Linked DNA regions of Mus musculus: regions 2, 3, 4, 5 and 6 are each linked to region 1. A link is a contact called in public HiCAR-type, Micro-C and promoter capture Hi-C data. All regions are on one chromosome and are shown on one strand. The core of a region is the stretch at or near the end of the contact, and the rest is flanking DNA. Distances in the headings are between cores, read along the strand shown. Region 1 holds the start of Gpr155 (G protein-coupled receptor 155). Region 2 overlaps Rapgef4 (Rap guanine nucleotide exchange factor (GEF) 4). Region 3 overlaps Rapgef4 (Rap guanine nucleotide exchange factor (GEF) 4). Region 4 has its middle 25 kb from the start of Map3k20. Region 5 holds the start of Map3k20 (mitogen-activated protein kinase kinase kinase 20). Region 6 overlaps Map3k20 (mitogen-activated protein kinase kinase kinase 20).

What was found. Promoter capture Hi-C pulls out the DNA fragments that hold promoters and counts their contacts. Hi-C and Micro-C count contacts between places; a contact is called where the count stands out from the background. HiCAR-type assays count read pairs that join an accessible place to other places.
Region 2: a promoter capture Hi-C map of the HPC-7 cell line shows a contact between it and region 1, with 6 times the contacts expected there. The contact joins the enhancer-like site here to the promoter of Gpr155 in region 1. A contact is called at or near these places in 14 of 39 promoter capture datasets (the 3T3-L1 cell line, 3T3-L1-derived adipocytes, the HPC-7 cell line and 9 more), 3 of 115 datasets of contacts at active chromatin or transcription factors (astrocytes, embryonic forebrain and embryonic hindbrain) and 2 of 9 other capture datasets (adipose tissue and liver).
Region 3: a HiCAR-type map of astrocytes shows a contact between it and region 1, with 4 times the contacts expected there. The contact joins the enhancer-like site here to the promoter of Gpr155 in region 1. A contact is called at or near these places in 11 of 39 promoter capture datasets (the 3T3-L1 cell line, 3T3-L1-derived adipocytes, the HPC-7 cell line and 8 more) and 6 of 115 datasets of contacts at active chromatin or transcription factors (astrocytes, cardiomyocytes, embryonic forebrain and 3 more).
Region 4: a contact with region 1 is called in a promoter capture Hi-C map of the HPC-7 cell line, with 6 times the contacts expected there. The contact joins the enhancer-like site here to the promoter of Gpr155 in region 1. A contact is called at or near these places in 11 of 39 promoter capture datasets (the 3T3-L1 cell line, 3T3-L1-derived adipocytes, the HPC-7 cell line and 6 more) and 1 of 115 datasets of contacts at active chromatin or transcription factors (astrocytes).
Region 5: a Micro-C map of embryonic stem cells shows a contact between it and region 1, with 4 times the contacts expected there. The contact joins the promoter of Map3k20 here to the promoter of Gpr155 in region 1. A contact is called at or near these places in 17 of 39 promoter capture datasets (the 3T3-L1 cell line, 3T3-L1-derived adipocytes, the C10 cell line and 12 more), 2 of 484 Hi-C or Micro-C datasets (embryonic stem cells and large pre-B cells), 5 of 115 datasets of contacts at active chromatin or transcription factors (astrocytes, embryonic fibroblasts, embryonic hindbrain and 2 more) and 3 of 9 other capture datasets (adipose tissue, embryonic stem cells and liver).
Region 6: a contact with region 1 is called in a promoter capture Hi-C map of the HPC-7 cell line, with 5 times the contacts expected there. The contact joins the enhancer-like site here to the promoter of Gpr155 in region 1. A contact is called at or near these places in 3 of 39 promoter capture datasets (the HPC-7 cell line, cranial neural crest and embryonic stem cells), 2 of 115 datasets of contacts at active chromatin or transcription factors (astrocytes and embryonic forebrain) and 1 of 9 other capture datasets (embryonic stem cells).

The regions. Positions count from the first base shown.
Region 1 is chr2:73,385,014-73,388,240 of GRCm38.p6, reverse strand. Gpr155 (G protein-coupled receptor 155) reads left to right here and starts at 1,761. Exons shown (of 17, transcript NM_001190297.2): 1 at 1,761-1,976. Gm13707 (a long non-coding RNA gene) reads right to left here and starts at 1,391. Exons shown (of 9, transcript XR_866430.3): 1 at 885-1,391.
Region 2 is chr2:72,195,624-72,198,850 of GRCm38.p6, reverse strand. Rapgef4 (Rap guanine nucleotide exchange factor (GEF) 4) reads right to left here. Exons shown (of 31, transcript NM_001204165.1): 11 at 3,130-3,214; 12 at 2,575-2,635; 13 at 438-514; 14 at 1-92. Among named protein-coding and RNA genes, the nearest start is that of Map3k20, 88 kb to the left of the region's middle. Within about 2 kb of position 1,635, at least 52 of the 459 cell types and tissues checked have an H3K27ac peak or open chromatin away from gene starts, as enhancers often do. A contact at or near this core is called in the HPC-7 cell line, embryonic stem cells, hematopoietic stem and progenitor cells and 1 more, where this site is marked.
Region 3 is chr2:72,233,810-72,237,036 of GRCm38.p6, reverse strand. It overlaps Rapgef4 (Rap guanine nucleotide exchange factor (GEF) 4), which reads right to left. Exons shown (of 31, transcript NM_001204165.1): 24 at 2,835-2,960; 25 at 2,251-2,429. Among named protein-coding and RNA genes, the nearest start is that of Map3k20, 50 kb to the left of the region's middle. Within about 2 kb of position 1,621, at least 65 of the 459 cell types and tissues checked have an H3K27ac peak or open chromatin away from gene starts, as enhancers often do. A contact at or near this core is called in astrocytes, cardiomyocytes, forebrain and 1 more, where this site is marked.
Region 4 is chr2:72,259,417-72,262,643 of GRCm38.p6, reverse strand. No RefSeq gene overlaps it. Among named protein-coding and RNA genes, the nearest start is that of Map3k20, 25 kb to the left of the region's middle. Within about 2 kb of position 1,698, at least 33 of the 459 cell types and tissues checked have an H3K27ac peak or open chromatin away from gene starts, as enhancers often do. A contact at or near this core is called in the HPC-7 cell line, where this site is marked.
Region 5 is chr2:72,284,088-72,287,314 of GRCm38.p6, reverse strand. It overlaps Map3k20 (mitogen-activated protein kinase kinase kinase 20), which reads right to left and starts at 1,678. Exons shown (of 20, transcript NM_023057.5): 1 at 1,460-1,678.
Region 6 is chr2:72,327,010-72,330,236 of GRCm38.p6, reverse strand. All of the region lies in intron 2 of Map3k20 (mitogen-activated protein kinase kinase kinase 20), which reads right to left. Among named protein-coding and RNA genes, the nearest start is that of Gm52556, 23 kb to the left of the region's middle. Within about 2 kb of position 1,661, at least 40 of the 459 cell types and tissues checked have an H3K27ac peak or open chromatin away from gene starts, as enhancers often do. A contact at or near this core is called in the HPC-7 cell line, where this site is marked.

The DNA of each region.
Region 1 (3,227 bases), core at 512-3,011:
ATGAGAACAAACTTAATGTTCCCCACCTCCTCTTCTTTACCTCTCTCAGCTGTCCGGCTCTACAGTTCTTCTGTAACACCCCTCAAACTTACTCCATTTGTACTACCATTAGCCCAGAGTAGGTTATTTCCTTGTCTTGGCTAGTCCCAAAGTCACCATACTGTCCTTTCTGCCTTTCATCTCTCCACTTATCCTGGGAAGGCTTCCAGATCATAAGGCACAAAATCCACTGACATGTTCCAGTGTGGGGAAATTGTACCAATCTTACTGTGCTGTCAGAGGATAAACTAAGCTAAGCTAACACAAGGAACTCCTACAGGTTGGCCTTAACTTTCCTTTCTAGGCCTGTCTTTCAATAATCCTTTAAAAGTCAAAGTTCACTAAATATTTAGTTTGACTAATGTTCATAGTTTCAAGGCAGGAATCCATTTAGCCTTGAGATAACAGATGTATTGTTTTTTTTTTTTTTTTTTTTTTTGCAGTTAGGTTAATAGTTAAAAGTGAGAAAGACAAAAAATGAACCAAAAGGGAGTAAGCTACATTTTAAAAAATAGTTTCAATTCTGCTCACCTTTCCTTAGGCTTCATATCCTTAAGCCAGCTCTTGGCTTTTCTTTTCTTTTTTTTTCCCATTTTTTATTACATATTTTCTTTATTTACATTTCAAATTTTATCCCCTTTCCTCATTTTCCCTCGGAACCCCCTTCCCCCATCCCATCTCCCTTCCCGGCTTTTATTTTCTTAGTAAACCATATAGTAACTTAATTTAAAGGTGCAAATAGTACTGTACTTTGTACTAAAACTGCACAGATTAATAGGACATAGTAGTGGCCAGACAAAACAGTAAAATTTGCAAAGCAAGATTTCTTTTTAAGAAATACTTACAAAATCACTGAGATCAGGCTTTAAATTAGAAATATTTTTTGTTTCAGAAAATGTCTTCATTTTCACACGTTGACTTCGAGAAGCCCCAGTAGACTTCCGAGAATACTAGGAGATTCCTGTCTGTAAACTAAGAGCATACAGCCAGAGTTCCTCCACAACAGAAAAAGAAGCAGTCGCTGCTGGCAATGTATTCTAAATCAAGCACACAACTAAAGCTTATATTTTAATCTCTTTTGATTTAGGAAGGTCAAGATCATGCTAGCTTGGGAAAGGTAGAAGGCAGGGTTTGAACTCACATCCTTGCATTTATAACTCTATACTATGCAATGACGAGGCTAACCAGGAGAGGAATTGACAGGATTACTGGAAGCTGAGGTTAACCGAAATGATGACAGGCCTTCCTGAGTCTGAGCAGAGGCGGAGGAAACCAATACTGCCAATCCCCACCCGGCCGCCATCTTGTGGGAAGAGAAAAGCCGGAAGTACAGCTACGGGAGACCGGCGGCCAAGTGGCTTTGGCGGAGGCGAAGCATAAGGGCAGGGACTGGGCTGTGTGGCCTCGGGCACCGGGGGTGGAGCGGTGTCGCTTGTCCTTGGGGGCGGGGCCTAAAGGCGAGGTGGAGACCCGCATTCGGGCCTTCTGGCTAGGGGCGGGGCCTTGGGGTGGAGCCCCAGGGCGGAGTGCAGTGTAGCACTGGAGCTTAGGGGTGTGGCCTGACGGCGGGGTGGAGATTTGAAACGCGGACCTCCATGCTGGAGGCGGGGCCTTGGGCGGGGCGGGGCCATGTCCTGAGCTTGGGGGCGGGGCCTCACGGCAGAATGGAGACCGGCTTCTCTGACCTCCAGGCCAGGGGCGGAGCCTGAAGGCGGGGCGGAGGCGGGGAGGAGGCACCGGGCTGCAGACGCCTAAGGTAGCTGACAGGACCGCAGCGGCTCACCCCTCCCTTTCTCGGAACGTGGTTGGGCATCTGCCGCTGGCACACGCCGCTACAAGAGGGTTCGGGGCGGGAGATGACGGCGGTGTGCTCGCTGCTTGGCCCTCTGTGAGCATCGGCTTCCTTCTCCTTGCAGCCGGAGCTGCAGACCTAGCAGGTGAGATGAGCCCCAGTTGCGTTTGCAATGGCCCCTGCCCCTGGGGTCCGGACCAGTGGGCAGCGCCAGGCTGCCCTGGCGCCTCGGCTAGCTGCTGCGCCTGTCCGCCTCTGCTCCACAGAGCCTGCGCCTGAAACCTGCGGGAACACTGGAGATGGTCTGCTCACAAGGGACGACTTGTCCCCTCTGGTGCCAGAGCTGCGGTCCCCAGGGTGCGAAGCACCCCGTTGCACGTGTGCTCACATTGTCATCTCGGACTTTTTACTTTAGCCCAAGGTGGCCTTCGTGTCTGCCCCTCCTGAGCACCTCGGGATCTTTGCGCCAAATTTTCTCCCATACTTCTTTACGGAGCACCTGACGTTGTGACTCCCATGCCCTGGCTTTCCACTTCCACGGGTGTCAGCTGCCCTCGGTATCATCTATTTGGTCAGGGACTCTGCACTCCTTATCTTGGCGGGCCAAAGTCTGATCCTGCAGATTGACAAGGGAAAAGGCAGTGACTGGAGTGCCTGTTGATGTTGAAGAGTGCTTTTTATAGTGCTGCAAGGCATTAGGCTTTTCTCCTGTCTAAAGGATAGGAGTGTTTGAGAAGAGAACAGCCTCAGTTTAAAGCTTTTTCTTTCAAGTCAGTACTGCAGCACATTTGAACTTAATAGCATTTAACCTACAATTTCAGTGCTTTGGTCATGTTATCTAAGTCAGATGTAATGCGACTAGATGGTTTGTATACTTCGTTTTCTAGTGTCTGGCCCAGTGAATTGGCTTTTCCAGTGATAGGACAACTTGTTTGTTCTGCAACAAGTCTTGTTTTTGTAGTTTAAAGGACTGGATGACATTTTTAAAACTTCCTTTGTTGTGGTTCTTGTTAATCTTAAAATGTGCATAAGAAGCGGTTTTTCGTTTTGTTTTGTTTTCATGTTTAAAATGGTATGAGATAAAACTTCAGAGTTATTTTTAGTTTTTTTTTTTCTCCCTTCCTTATTTTGAGACAGCTGCTAATTTAAGTCCTGGCTGGCTTTTCTTTGTAGCTGGGCTTGAACCCATGGTCTTCCTGCCTCTGCCTCACTAGTGCTGTGATTACAGGTGTGTGACATTATGTCAGACTAGAAGTCATTTTAACTTTCATTTGCCTCGGGAACTGTTTATAACACTGGAAAAATTGAAAGGGGGAAAAGGACAGATTACTTTTAAAAAGTTTCATTTAATTTTCAGTTAATTGGAAGTTGAACCTGGAAGTTGTTAAACCTCTTG
Region 2 (3,227 bases), core at 386-2,885, 1.2 Mb after region 1:
TCCCGAAGAACAATGGAGGCAGCTCTTGGAGCATCGTTCACTAGAGCTAACTTGCCAAAGTCATCTCCTTCGTGCAGGGTGCAGACCACACCCTGGAGAGAGGGGCACATTCAGGGAAAAAAAGGGGGGGATCAAACATCTTCCTTCCCTTCCCCCACCATCAAACACTGTGTCTGTAAGTGGACTACATTAGTATTATAATCAAATTAAAATGCTTCTTATTTCTTTCACAGAAATAAATACAGTCAATGAATGACTCTGAGTGCAATAATTGAGGAAAATTTATGATTAAAGATGAAATTATATCTTTTCTACATGGAGTAACAATGCCATGGTAAATTTAATTGCAACAACATTTGTTACTACTTAGAGGCACACTAGTAAATGGCATATAATAAAGCTTCAGAAAGAAGAAGATATAGATAGATATATTATACCTTGCCATAAATGACTACATTCACGGATCCTTTCAGAATGATGTACCAGGAGGTACCTTCTTCCCCCTGGTTAAACACTAGACACAAAAAGATGGAGAGACTCATGACAAGAACAGGACAAGAATAGCAGCACATCAATATAAATTACAGCTTATCAAATCATCGCTTTCAGGCTCCAGAGTTACGCATACATAAAATAAAAAAAAATTACCGGCAAATCCTAACTAATTCAGGTAGAACATTATTGTCTCTCTGTGGAACATAAAAGGACGAGAGACTGTAGTATTTGCTTTGCCCTGAGAGACAGGTTCTTACTGGGTATCAATTTACCAGCAAGGCACGTCTTAATGGAAAGTGCGTTCCCCCATAATTCACAAAGCATTGTGCAATGCAAAATAGGTTTTAAAAATGATCTGACCAGCAATATGAAGTTTGAAAACATGTAAATCAGTGCGGTAGCTTGTTGATAAATATATACCTATGCATACGTTCTTAATTGGTTAGGATCAGAACCAACATATTCAGAGTAGGAATCACCGTTGAGGAGGAGGGAAGAGCAGGCTAAGGGGAGGAACTCGAGACAGCTGGAGGACAGTCTCATTGTTTGGAAAGTGTTTAAACTGTAGTGCAAACAAGAGCGTTTTGATAAAAATAAGCTATTTTAATAATCTCTGTTTTCATCCATTTAAATATTTCATAGTTCAGTGAAAACAACTAGTGATTCGAATAAAAAGAATTAACAGAATAATGAAAACGAATTAAATAAAGGAGAACTAAAGAAACAAAAAATAAAAATTATACAAAAATGATCCTGAAAAGGCAAAAAAAAAATTGGGTTTCTTGCTGACAGAGATATCGGTATTAGCAATAGTGTTCCTAATGAGTGTGTGTGTGGGGGGGGAGACATTTTGAGATACAATGTTTAAAGCTCAGTTTCCATCTCTAACTCATATCTCTTGTTTATTTTTAACTACCACAATGTATCTAACAAAGAGCAAAAGTTTCCAAAACAGGTCTCCTGGAAGTTTGTTTCATTGCTGGGGACTAACAAAGTGTTCCATGTGTCCCTGGTTTACTTCCATTTATCTCTAGCCGTCCCTCTCAGTTTCGTACAGAACCCCTCATAACCCCTGACATGCTGACTCATCTTCTGACCTTAACCCCAACTGCTCAGCAAAGATTTTGTCCACTAGAGGGAAACACCAGCATCAGCAATGCTGCGTGCATCTATTAATGTCTAAACTTCTTGCTTCCAGCTATGATCACAGAACTGAAGGACAATGTGAATTCCAGAGAGAAGCCCCCATATGACTGACACTATGTGACTATCTGAGGCAAAGAAGTTCTCTTGGGCTTGGAGCCCATGGTGCATGATGAAAAAAAAAAAAAAAACTAAACAAGAAACACAATACTTTACACAGTATTGTCAATGATAACTTAAGGTGTGTTAAGTATTTTAACTGTAACAGGAGATTTCCAGAGCCAAATTAATTCATTAAAAAAAAAAAAAACCAAAAACCTCAACCTTTTTTTTGTGACTGGATCTCAAAATTGCTCTATACCCATGGATGACCTTGAACCTTAAAGTTTCCTACTTCCCTCTCTGGAGCACCCTCTCAACCCTCCTCCCCACACTGGGTTATGCAATGCTCAGCATAGAACCCAGGGAGGGTTTCAACATGTTAGGCAAGTGCTCTGCTATCTGAACTATCCCTCAGCCACAGATTAGTTCTTCTATATCCACTATATGGAAGTTACTACCCAGAACCCTGCAGGAAGAGTAGAGACTTGATTCATCCCACCCGTTCTAGACAGTATTGAGCCAGTGGGGTAGAGAGCCTGCAGGACTCAGACTGGCAAGTGTTACATGTGTGGTGCTGGAATACCCACCAAACTTCAGATTGACTGACACAGGATGGAATAGTCACGAGTCCAGAAAAGGACAAGTGCCAAGTGATATCCTGCCAGGTCAGAGTAGGGCCAATAGAGAGAGTGGGGCATTGATGAACAGCAAGGGGTGTGGCCAGGCGTGACAGGCAGGGAGGGGGTGTGGCCAAGCCTGACCAGAGGGTGTGGCCAGGCCTGCCCAGCAGGGAGTGTGGTGAGGCATGGCGCTTCCATTAGGGCTCTCACTTACACACAGTTCCTCCTTTGGCGTGAGACTCAAAAATGAGAACACCTGCTAACTCCCGTTTCACCTAGGGGGGGAAAAAAGAAAAATGTGGGAAGACAAGGGACAGGAGAAGGGACTTGTGCTTTGCGTGGTGCCCGTTAGAGGTGGTTTTCAGGCTCGCCTAAAGTTATCTATCACACAGATTATACGATTTCCTATCATCCAGAAATACTTTCACTAGACTTCTACTTGGATCAGAAAGTCTATTCCAAAACTACTGTCTAGACAAGCTTGTAACAATCCCCATCAGGCAGACCTCTAAGGGACATTTATTTATTTTGTGGGGTGACTGCATGCCACACACGGTGTACTCTCGGGAGCTGGTTCTCTTTGACTACCACGTAGGCTACTGGGATGGGGCTCTGGTTGTCAGGCTTGTAGCTATACCCACGTTGAGTCATTTCTTAGGCTGAGATGTTATTTTTTTCATCCTGTGGTTTGTATTTAATTTTCTCTCGTGTGTATGGTGATTGCTTGAGTGGATGCCTGTGCACCACAGCTTGATTAAGAGATACTCACTGTGGTAGAGAGATGGGATAAGGCTTTAATATGAAGGAGCTCGTCGTAGATAATCTCTAGGTCATCCACAGTCCTCTGGCCAGGTCTATAGAGAAAGA
Region 3 (3,227 bases), core at 372-2,871, 1.2 Mb after region 1:
CCTAACCAGATTGCTCAGAGACAGTATCCAAATTATAAATTCAGAAATGAAAAGGGAGACCTAACAATGAAATATATCTTAAAATAATTATTGTTTGAAAATATTAAAATCATGTTCTACAAAATAAAAGTAAATAAATAATGTTTGAACAAAACATTTTTGCAGAAGGCTCATTGAATGGTTGCTTTGGCTGCTCATATTCAACTCAAAAAGTAGCCACGAGCCGTTCTTCATAGGTCGTGGCGGTGGGGAAATGCACTTTAGAGGAGTTATGGTGGATCGGCTCACACACGAGAAAGCAAGCAAGGATGTCACAATGCTAGGGTAGTGGCTCCCAGAACAAGGGCCGGCATCTCCACCTGCATCACTGGCCTTTGCCTTGTGTGGGTGACTTGGAGATAATAAATCCAGAGCGGCAGACCTGCTCCATTTGCAGCTTTGCTTATCATTCAAGGCAAGCCAGGAGATGACTTCCTGTCTCGGTTTTTTCTCCTGTGAATACAGGACTAAAGCACCTACCCCAGCTTTGCCTCTTTAATTTTGCTAAGCTCCAGACTGGGCCAAGAACTTAAAAGAAAATGCTGCAGCTTTTCTAAAGACAGCAAGCAAAACAGATGCTATTGTCTACCTCAGTGGCTCTCAACCTTCCTAATGCTGTGACCCTTTAATACAGTTCCTCACGTTGTGGGGACCTCCGACCATAACGTTATTCTGTTGCTACTTCACAACAATCATTGTATGAATTGTAATGTAAATATCTGATACGCAAGATTCCTGATATGTGACCCCCAAACGGATCGAGACCCAAAGGCTGAAAACCACTGGTCTAGAGGCTTCTGTCTATTCCTGTAGACTCAGGGTTAGGAAAGCCTAGAGTCTGTACTAACTGGGTTGAGTGAACAGGTTCATGGCGGGACAGCAGCCTCAGCACAGGGCTGAATATGGCTAAATAGTCAGCTGATTTGCAGGAAAGGCCAAGTCTACCTGTATAATACAGAGAGTCAGGAAGATAGGGGATACATTACAAAGGCAGAAACAAACAAACAAAACAAACTCCTGGGTGTTTTGAGAGCCTTTTCTGTGTTGCCTGCTCTGTTGTAAACTGACAGGCAGGTCCTCTCTTCCTTCCTGCTGCACTTGGCACCAGCAGGCTAAGGTGAAGAGAGAACAAGCTCTCTATGATGGGAAAGCTCACCCTGTCATAGTTTCCATAAGCCACTCATTCCAAACACATGAAGGCATCTGCTCACTGCACAGAGGCCGCCTGACCGCGCCGCTAGGGAAAGTGGCCGCACCAAACCTGTCTTCAAACAGCCAGCTTTCCCAAAAGGCAAGGCAAGCAGCTCCTGGATTCAAAGGATCTGGTATTCTATTGTCTCCTCGAAATCTGGCAAAACAACTCAAGGCATTTGGCAAGCTGGCTTCTATAAAACACCAAGCCGCTTTCCCTTCTTTGTTTAGCTCTGGAAATCAAGAGAGTGTGTGGGATCTGAACTGTTTGGCTCAAGAAAACGCCTGGCTGGGGTCGCTCATTCTCCTAACCTCCCCGAGCTCGGGCTCTGCATTTAGAAAGGGAAGGAGTCTCGCAGCACAAGCCACATTTAGCTTTTTTATTTTTAGCACTGTGGTGATACCAAAAACATGGAAGTAAACAGGAGGTTGTCAAGCATATCTAAATAGCAGGAGAAGATTAAATTCATGTCAGGGAGAAACCTAACTGGCCCCTGCAGTAAATAAATTGTTTCCCAAGAAGTGCTTTTAAATAGAATATTTATAAGATGTTTGCTTTCTCTGATGTGCATGGAGATGATTTCCTAGTGCCAGGTTAGCTGGCCTGTATGCGTTTTACTGATTTTATTCTGCCTGAGCTGTGAGCTGTTGTTCCAGCATGTTCTACTGCCCTCTACTGGTGAGAACGTGTTATGTGCCACATCGGCTTCCAGAGCCTTGCAACCAAAGTTTCTAAAGGAACTTTTGTTGACTTCAATAGCATTCTTCAAAGGGGGGTGGGGGTGGGGGAAATCTGAAGAGTTCAGAGCAAAACACACCCCCCCCTTTGACTCCAGCATCAGTACTACAAGATGTTAATTTATATATTGATGTTAACTATTAAAAAGCTAGAAGACATTCTTCTCTTTCAAGAATTCAACTGCTGGTTGTTCTTACACCCGTTTCTCTTTGTAAGGTGTTTTCCATGAGAACAGAGTTCAGGGACATTTTTATTCTTTCTCCAAAGTTAAAGACACTTACTGAGCCGCTATCTTGATAAATTTTTTCAAAAGCTGAACACGTTTGCTGAGCTGGGAACAAAGGCAGACCTCAGTGACAACCCAAAACTGAATTTCATTAAACCTCCTCAGGAACAAATCCAAGTTTGCCGTGGTCTTTTTAAAATTATGCCTTCCAAATGTGTGGTAGATTAGCTCCAGCTAGAACAGAAAGGAAAACAATTTTACTTATTTGTTGGCTTTTAAATCAAAACGCCAGCCTGGCTCCTCCGTTTGTCAGGAAAGTGTTCTATCAAGCAGCAGATGTGAATTCAATCGCTAACCCGGATGTACCTTGTCATATAGATTTGAAGGGCTTTCATGAAGCTTGTGGAATATATAAATATAAACTAGGTGTTATTGGCTTAATAGACTCTGGAAGACATAGCATAGCATCACAGAGATTTTTTTTTTCTTTAATACTTACGGGTTTTATAAGCTCAGCATGCACAAAACCCATCATGTGGTTTCCATATGGTAGCACACGGAAACATGAGTGGCGTCAGGCCAGCAGGCTTCACTCAGAATCCTATGGAGCCCATGGACGCTCCTTGCTGGGCGTCTTACCTCATGCACACAGTTGAAGAGTTCCCAATCGTAGGTTGTCATCTGGTACGCCAGGTCTTTCGAGCTCATCAGCTCAAATGTTCCCACTGTCCCAGTGGTCGGGCCTTCCTGTTCCGGCAAGGGAGTCTGGGAAAGATTGTGAAAAAACTGGATCAGAACCACAAAGGGACCAGTACTCAGTGCCCAACGCTTTCGGGAGTTTTTGGTGTTGGAAAGGATTTGGGGGATAGTGTTGGGCATGTTTTGAAATGTCGGTTTTGAGGTGAAGAGTGTCTTTGCTGCTTGTTGTACTTGCCTGGAGGCCATCTTTGTTGTTAGCATCCTCAACCATCCCCAGTTACCAACAGTGTGGTCACCAGCATTGCCACCACCACCATCTCAACTGTGGGCCAT
Region 4 (3,227 bases), core at 449-2,948, 1.1 Mb after region 1:
ATGTCTGTCAATAGATTAAATTAACAAAATTTATTATGCACATAAACGGACTGGGGATGTACTCAGTTGGTAGAGTGTTTACCTAGCATTCCTGAGGCCCTGGATTCAATGTTGAGCACTTCATAAACTGGGTAAGGTAACTTATGGCTATAATCCCAGTACTGGAGAGGTGGAGGTAGGAAGATCAGAAACTGAAGGTCATCATCAGCTTCAAGGTTAACTTGAACTACATGAGACCTGTCTCACAAGGGGGAAAAATCAACCTTAAAGGGGAAGAAATTTCCATCTGGGCACATGATACAACATGGATGAGCCACAAATACATTCAACTACACAAACAACTCAGACACAGAAGGACAGAAGGACGAACACTGAATGACAGTACTTATGTGCAGCAGGTGACAGGCACATACAAAAACTGAGGCAGAATGGCTGTTAGGACAGCTGTAGAGAAGTGGGGCTTACTGCCTGAGGGGTGTAGGGCTCCAGTCTGGGTGCTGAAAGGGTGTTGGACAGACAGTCATGACAGCTGTCCAACACTATAAATGTATTTGATCCAGAATAACTTGGCTTTAGCGTATGAGAACCAGCTCAGAGTTACCACGGAACCAAAGAAAGAGATTGAGAGTTACACAGAATGCAATTTATTGGGAGGACTTACTGAGAAAAGCCTGGTCAGAGGCAGCAGCAAGGTGATACAGAGCCCTTTAGCTTGGGGAAGAGCTTATGCAATGCTCAGGTCAAAAATGACTTAGCCCAAGCCAGAATGTATAATACCTGATTTTCTTAAGCTCATCTCAGAGTCACATACATTCCTGGCTCCAGTGTCTAGTTGTAAAGTCCCATATACCACTCCAATTACTCTGGCTATTTCTGGTCTGCTGGGAAACTAAGTAGAAAACTAACCAGTGTTACTCTGGTGCAGCCATGGCAGTTGCAACTCAAGACGGCTAGAGTTGTATGGGCACGAATCCATATGGCAGAGTGGCATTGAATTGCTTCCTTACAAAAGAGTTTTAAATGGTTAAGTTTTAGTTTCTTGTATTTTATCACAATGAAGTAGAAATATGTCCTACAAAAGACTTAGGTGAAGGGAGGGTATGTGACTGTAGGTCTGGGTGTTGTTTGTTTGTTTTTTCAGCTCCCTCCGACCTTTCTCCCAACTTGCACAATAATGTAACTAAGGTATAGTGGGTAGTGTTCTCCATAGATCAGGGTGCTGTGACAGACCAGAACAAGGGATCTACCCCCTAAGACTACACCATCCCAAGCTCCACTCTAGTCTTCCATGTCTGCACACTACTCAGGTAAAAAAGGAAGGTGTGGAGGGCCAGCATGCTCTTCAGTCTTCCTTAGCTCACCAGGATATCATGGAGTATTCTTATCCATGATCCCTGTAGGCACCTGAGCTTCCTAGCCCTTGCTACCAACATCATTTCCATCATATAACAAATTCTCTTCCTCCTCTCCTTCAGAGCTCAGCTCAACTGTCAATTCCACTGGCCACCTTTTCCTCACTCCAGGAAAATCCTCATTTTGCGTGCTAACATCATAACTTCCCTTGAATGGGTTTTTCTTGTGTCCGTCTGATTATGCAAGTGGCTTCTTCTGTTTTGCCCCACTCTATGCTAAGCTCTATGAGAAGAGGAACTCCCTGTGGCTTGTTGCAGCACTGAATCCTGAGTTCTGTAGAGACCTCACAAAATACTTGAGATTTGAGGAAGAAAATTATATTTTGGCTCATGGTCAGTGGTTCCAATTCAAAGTCCTTTGACCACATTGCCCTACATCCTGTTGGGGCACATGATAGAGGAAGCTCCTTGTGTCAGGATTGCCAGGAAGCAAAGAGAAAGAAGAGAGGCTTGAATCCTAGTAACCCTTGCTCCCAGTGACCTCACTTCCTTCCACAGGCCCCACACATTAAAGGCTTCTCTATGACCTCAATTCCTTCCATAGGTTCCACCTATTAAAGGTTCCACTATCTCCCAATATCACCATGGTCTGGGGACAAGCCTTCAACGTAAAAGCACTTCAGGGGTGTTCAAGATCCAACCTCTAGGACATGCTAATCATTACCTGCTAATGAATCAGTGGAACCAGTGAGCAAATAGAAATAATGACCAGCGGTAGTTGGGTTAAAGGTTTTCTCCAATTTGTAAGTAAAGGCTGCTGGGGCCCGCTCATGCAACACTACCCTGTGCTATGTAGGACAGATTCAAATTACTCAGAAGCAAGACGTGTAATGCATTTTAGATCGACAACAAAGGAAAAGCTATTCAAGGCAGGGGCTCATTTTACCACACTGCTTCCTCTATGCTGAATTTTTATTATTATAGAAAGCACAATTTTAAACCGGAGTGACACTTCTTTTAATTTTCTCACACTGGTAGTCATTGATCAGCATTCATAGCTTGAGAGGAAATGCCATTGAATTCAGGAGGGAAATGTATTTAACCTGCATGGTGTTCAAACGCTGCTGGGTAAGCCTAGCAACTGGACACTATGCCAGTGACCTTGCTGAGCAGTTATGTTAAACACTTAAATGTATAATTTTCTACTGGAGCTTTTGGGAAAAACATTTTCTTTCTTTTCCCCCCACATCTTTCAGCAAACCTCATTATCCTTCTTTTGACCCCGTAGGTATCTCATTTTCTTTTGGCTTGTTTGCAAGTTTTAAAATATTAACTGCTTCTCTTGAATCAGGAAAGGTTGCCTGGCTACTACGGTATACTTTTCAGAGTACTAATTTTTTTGACCTCATCCTTTCTACCCCGAATAAAGGAATTTAATGTATTTCTATAAAAGCCAGTTGTAATTAAAACCTCTTATCTTTATTTTATGTATTAATTGTTATTCTCATTTGGGATACCAGGGTAATACACATGGGAGAATATGTATTAATTTTTAATAATGTTGAAAGTAAATTAAAATGAGGTTAGAGTGTGTCAGTCACCGTGGAATTGGGGAATGGCGCCGGTGAGCACAGGATAGCAGCTTATAAGGACTGTAGGAATAAAGAAGAATAAGATCAAAGCAAGGAAGAATGAAAATCACCCTGTTAATGATCTTTATAAATAATGTAGAAATCTATAACAGTAAAACCTTTGCAGCTAATTGAGGCCTATGATATAGTGAAACATTGAACAACCACCATTATAGGGAAATTTATTTTGTGATTTAAAAACATCATTGTGTAGTAAAATCCGAGGCATTGTATGTGTGTACTT
Region 5 (3,227 bases), core at 429-2,928, 1.1 Mb after region 1:
AGCCAATGTATTGCCAATAGCACTCACTCTGCCCTAACTTAAAATACACAGTGCAGCCTGCCAAGTTTCCTTATTTGGCAAGAAGGTCCCTCAGTTCCCAAGATCTTTGACCATCCATTTTTAGATCTAAATCTGTGTGCTTAATATTTGGTTATTATTTTTCTTAATGTGTTCTTATGTATCCCCCCTAAAACAAAACAAAACAAAAACTTTTAAAAGATTAATCAGCTACTTGCTTTCTAAGACAACAAAATGTTTCCCACTTAAACTTCTGACTTGCACATTCTCCAGTTTAAAAAAAAATCCCCCAAAATTTTTGTCAAAATTACATTGTAAAAGACTAAAATAAACAGTGCTCCAAAGACCATTTTTCTCTCTTAATTCTCTCTTTCTAAACAAGCTAAATTCATGTTCATTTACAATCTCCCAAATCTCTCACTATTGTAGCAGAAATCTAAAACAAAGACTCTACAAATGATCAAAACCATAATTAAAATGCAGCCGTCACTTTTTTTTAAGATAAAAAAAGAATGAAATTTCAGAGTAGAGACAGGCCGATGACAAAGAAGTCTGGTCTTGAATCATTTGTTTATTTTTATCGTTAAATATTTTGGTAGGTTTGGATCCACTAAATGCTGGCAGTTGGTTTCATCTACAGTCAAGAAGACCAGAAGATTCGCTACAACCACTTTAGGGGTAAAACAGGAACTCACTTTAACAACCATCCGAACTCAGATGTCCTCAATCCATTCTGGAAGACGGTTCTCACACGCATTATTAATGAAGGCTGCTTATTGTGAAATCGCTGGAACGGGCCACCAAATGGTGTGCTTTCATTATTAACGAAACTAGCAAAAATAGTAATTATGTTCTCCATAAACAGTGCTTATGCAGGATCTCCAGGCGCATGAGAAACATACATTTTCAGCAACCCAACAATGACGTGCCATTGTTGTTTTTTTTCAGGCAGTTCCAATGTCATCTGGGCAGTTTAGAATTAAAGTTTTTCCCGAGATCTGTCACGCGCGGGGCGAGGCGTGGCTGCGGCCCGGGTCACCCAGTGCCCACCCTGGTGTAGATCCCCGCGCCTGCGACACCCGCGTGTGCTCCCACGGAAGGCGAGGGTGCTCGGGAAGGGCAGCCGCCGCAGGTTCCCCGGGATCGCCGCGAGCTGTGCCAGGCCGGACTCTTCCGGGCACCGAGTGCCCGGCTGGACCGGCCCGGACATGCCCAAGCCGTCCTCGGCCCAGCGGCAAGGGACTGAGGGCTCAGGGGCTGCGGTCTCGGGGTCTGCGGGCTCGGGGACCACGGGTCTCCAGGGCACCGGGGGCGAGCCAAGGACAGCCGCCCGCCGAGCCCCGGCCTCCCGCAGCCGCGCTGCCCCGGCCCCGCAGGCCCCGGTCCCGCCGGTCCTCCAGCGGAGCTCCCTCCCGCCTCTCCCGTCCCCCACAGCCCTTACCTGGCTCCCGGATCGGGCGCGAGCGGCGGCGGGGGTCGGGGACGGCGGCCCGCGCGGCTCCCACGCTTCCGCCGGAGTCAGGAGTTGAACATTCCGCCTCTCCGCGCGGCGCCAATGAGGAAGACGTCGCGGCAACAGCACCACCTACCTCCGAGCGTGGAACCGCCGGCCGGCCAGCCTCCGGGCACGCCCGGCTCGGTGCCCAGCAGGGAGGCCGGGGCTCGGGGTCGCGGAGAGCCCGGTTGCTGCCCCCCCCCCCTTACCCCCCGTGAGACTGAATGCACTTGGCTGGGAAGGGGACAGCAGGGAAGGCAATGTCAGGGTCGCGGGTGCCTCAGTGGGACCATCAACAGGTACTTTGGAGATTTTGAGGAGGAGTCAAGGCCTGCTGCTCTGGTTGGTGACTTTTAAGATGAAGTGCCCGCGATTTCCCATCGAGGAGACAGAGTCCATGACAAGTGTGAACAAAACGTGTCACCTGGCTTTGGGAAGAAAAGAAATTGATCGGGGAGGATGTAGATGGAGTGGAAAAAGAGGAGAGGTTGCAAAAGTAGGGAACACAGTTTCTGAATTAGAATTTCACGTGTACACACGTGGAGAGTTAAGGAAAGTTGAAATCGTGCAAAATGGATATTCGTATTTTAGTGCATGGCTTTATATTTGGAGCAGGAGGCTTACCAGCCTGAAGATGTTAAGCCATATTCTCTTTCCTCCCCATCCATTTTAGTAGTGGTTTAGAGAGTTGCTTAGGGATGGAAACAAGATAAGTGGTAGATATTGTCACTACCAGGTAACAGATAGAATCGTGAAGGCTAGAGTTAGAGGGTACAGTTTGGGATCGTTTTTAAAAAGAAAATTGGAATTGAGAGACATGTTTCAGAAAGAGGCCACAGAAATTTGTGACCCATTCGGTTGGGAAAGAAGAAAGCGGTGATGCCAAGATTTGAGACCTGGGTGACTGGAAGAACGATGGTGTCATTGACAGAAATAGAAATCTGTGGAGAGGAAACTGGCTTCCTGCTGAGTTTTGAAGTCAGGAGAGGAAAAACAGGCAGAGATGAAACAAGAAACGGAAATCAGAAAAGAAGCCCAAAGAGAAATAGAAATTTTGAAAACCGTTCATATATATTTAATATATGAATGGGAAAGGATGGGTAAATATACACTAATGAAAAAAGAAACCACTTTCTGGTCTGTGATTACAAAGACTGAGGATTTTGGATTAATAAATTGCATTTTGGTAACTGAGAAGGTTGATGAAAACTATCCAGCTAAAAAAAATTCTTTTGTAGGTGATCAAACAATTGTTTAAAAAAAAAAAAAAGCTGTCTATCTACTCAAAAAAAAAAAAAAAAAAAAGGGTGCTGGGCTCTTGAGCGCGAAATGAACATGAGACTGCAGTCACCTTAGCTTTAAAGACATCCGATTGTGTCCTGACTCTGGCTGAGGAATCAGAGAGCCTGACTTTGCTGTTGCTCCTCTCAGTTGTCACATGGGACACTTAACAGGCAGTCCTCAGTTTCCTGCTCACCAAAATCAGGTGTTAGCCACTGGTTCCAGCTTGCCAGTCACCAGCCATCCATACCTTGCTTTGTACTGGAAGCCTGCAGCTTCTGATATTTTTAGCTTATACTATCTCTCCTTCCTTCATTCTATTTTCCTTCTATAATTAGGCTCAGAGAGTAGGCAACAGGAGCAATAAACTCTACAAAGTACTTTCAAAAACTTATTTGAAGGAGCACCTCACAGAAGGCCTCCTGCCTTCCCA
Region 6 (3,227 bases), core at 412-2,911, 1.1 Mb after region 1:
AGTAATTCAAGGGTCCAGATAACCAAAGGACCTAGCAAGCAATCACTGTCATACCTAGAGTCTCTTGTCTCAGTGGCTCCTAAATGCCTGTCCATTCCCCTGATGCATGAGACATGACTGCTCATAAGTGGGGGAAATGAACACACACACAAACACACACACACAGAGGCTCCACTCTGAATTGAGTTAATGAGAATCCTTGTAGAATATTTTCATAAGCCCACCAGGTCATTTTGATATGTAGTTAAGAAAACTGATCTTCTGAGGCCCTTGTAGGCTCTAAGACTATAGTCTACAAAGCTGGTTCTCGGCTGTCTCTTAGGTTTAAATTCTCACACCCTAGCCTGAACGACTCGCCCTCGGTGCTAAACTCTGGCCTCTCGTTTTACTGCGCCTTCAGTTGCAGGTACCAGGAGGGAAGCTCTTCCAGACGCATCAGTTTGGAAGTGGCAGTCCCCGCATTGCTCATCCCCTCTCCCTGTCACTTCATCAGCTTTCAGACCATACCTGTGCTTAATCCCATAGATAAGAACACTCCATATCAGCTTCTAGTGGTAAAAGAGCCTAAAAATGAACAGTGCTTTGTTACTGTACTGCCTTATAAATTTATAGAATGAAATAAAATCAATCAATCCCTCATCTTTAAAATATGGAGGGGGGCATTAGACAAAGTATTAAAAAAGGTTGTTCCCTAAGACAGTTATTGTGGCAGAGACAGAAGAAGTAAGGGCTGAGAGCCATCCTAGGCTACAAAGAGAGACAGTCTCTAAAAACACAACATCCCTAAACTGTGTTTGTCTCCATTACCAACTTAATAGAGAAACACTTATTTAAGGTTGGAAATAAATAAACCGCATTTTAAAGTCAATAAATATTTTTATTACTATCTGTAAAATATAATACTGTAGGCAGTTTGGAAGCACAAAGAGGCCAGGAAAAAAAGGGTGGCAGCGTGATAAAGGGATAACCTTGCACACACAAGTCCCTAGATCCTCAGCTTGTAGGGATATATATATATATATATATATATATATATATATATACACATATATATATGTGTGTGTGTGTGTGTGTGTGTATGTATATATGTGTGTATATATATATGTATATATACACATATATATGAATATTACTTAATATTCCTATGTGGCAGGCACTGTGTTAATGCCTCTTGGGTACTAGCTTAGTTCCCTTAATAAGCCTATACAATTCTACTAACATGTCCATGTTGTAGAACGTGAGATTTAATGGCTAAGTAACTAACTGGCCATGGGTCACAAGGCTGGTGAAGTGGTACAGGACAACCACCTGGGATTCTGGTCTTGTAACACAACAGTGGGCATCTCACCGGGAAGGGTCAGGTTGGGTCAGAGGCACACAAAAGTACCCAAGACGAGGGCTGTGTGGAGGGATGAACACGATGAAAACACACTGGGAAAATGTCCCTCTGCTGCGGGAAAGAGAGGGCAGGGCAGCTGTTCTTTCAGCTTGCTCTCTAATGCTCTTACAAACACCATGACCAAAAGCAAGTTGGGGCAGAAAGGGTTTAAGTGGCTTACAGCTTACAACCATCATCAGGGGAAGCCCAAAGGCAGGAACTCTGGGGCAAGCACCTTGTGGGAGGAACTTAAACAGAGACCACAAAGAACGTTGCTTACCAGCTTGCTCTCCATGGCTTGTTCAGCCAGCTTTCTTAAACCAGGACCATGGGCCCAGGGATGACACCCTACAGTGGGCTGGGCCCTTCCCACATCAATCATTAATCAAGAATATGGCCCACAGACTTGTCTACAAGCCAAACTTGAAGGGATTTTTTTTTTTTTTTTTTTTTTTGGACTGGGGTTTTCTCTTTTCAGATAGCCATCTCTGGTGTCAGGAGGATAAAACAGCAAGCAACACAGCTATGAAAAAGAGGTGTTGCAAAGGCAACTTCCGGCAGTCAGGGAGCAGGTAGAACACACTCCACCTGTCTGGGGTGTGTCCTGTCCTCACCTGAACTGCACCCTCACCCGGATGAGGGGCAGGAGCAGAGAAGGAGACATGTTGCTGTGGGTTGACCTTTTAAAGGCATAAATGCCTGGTGCAGGGTTGGGGAGTTTTTTCTGAGACACTGAGAGTCGTCATAGGTCCGGTCCAGATGGGCATGGCTGGATCTGGTTTCCATCTATTGTAAATTTGGTGTTCACATGGCAGATGGATCAATACTAACTTTTAAATTGTCTCCATTATTGACAAAGCATGCATGGTGGGGAATACTGCTAGATAAACTCCCATTCCTTTAGGTGTCCTAAAATAGAGCTCTTTTCATCCCTAGAGACTATCTTTGAGAGCTTGAAGGTTCTAACACAGGAGTGGACTACGTATATATCCTTGACCAAGAAACAGCCCTCTTTATTAGGAAAGGCCATCCTCCTCAGCCAAGCATATAGCTACAAGAGGGACACTCGGAGGAATGAGGGAAGGGGATACTGACTAGTCAGTCCAATTATCCAAATTAACCTTGCAGACCAAAGGGGTGACAGGCAGCCCAAGCAGATCACGTTTCCTCCCCACAGCCTTTGATACAGAATCCACTGAATTTCTACTGGGATGGTTTGGGGGTGAGATCAGGGATATTTCATAGCATCAGACATCGAATACTGGCTGCAAACTACCCATAGAACTAGGAAAATACGAACTAACATCAAAGTAGTTAGCTGACCTCATGTGTGCCCACGTGCATGTGTGCTCACATGTGTGTGCACCAGAGGTCAATGGTACCTGTTCTCCCCAATCACTCTCCAGCTTATTTTCGAGACAGGGTCTCTCACTGAACCCCAAACTTAGCAATTCAGATTAGCTGGCTGGCCTCAAGCCATGTGGGTCATCCTGGCTCCACCTCCCAGTTCCAGATTACGATTCAATATGAAGGGTGTGGGAATCCAAACCCAGGTCCTCTTGCTTGCCCAGAAAGCACATTGCCAGTTGCCGTCTTCCTGGCCCTAGCTCCCACCCTGTGTAACATTACAGTTGTCTTACATCGGCTCCATCCCAGGGTTTGCTTTGTTATCCATTCAGAGGCTACTACGTGTACCTAAGGGACTACTGCTGCCTGATCAACTGCCATCCTTCCGTGGTTCTACAATATTTGCTGGATTTTACTCACCTTTGACTAAAATATTGCTTTCCAAATATGTCACATAGTTTTCTAGCTAAGTAAAAACTGCCCCACCCTTTGGCTTATAAAA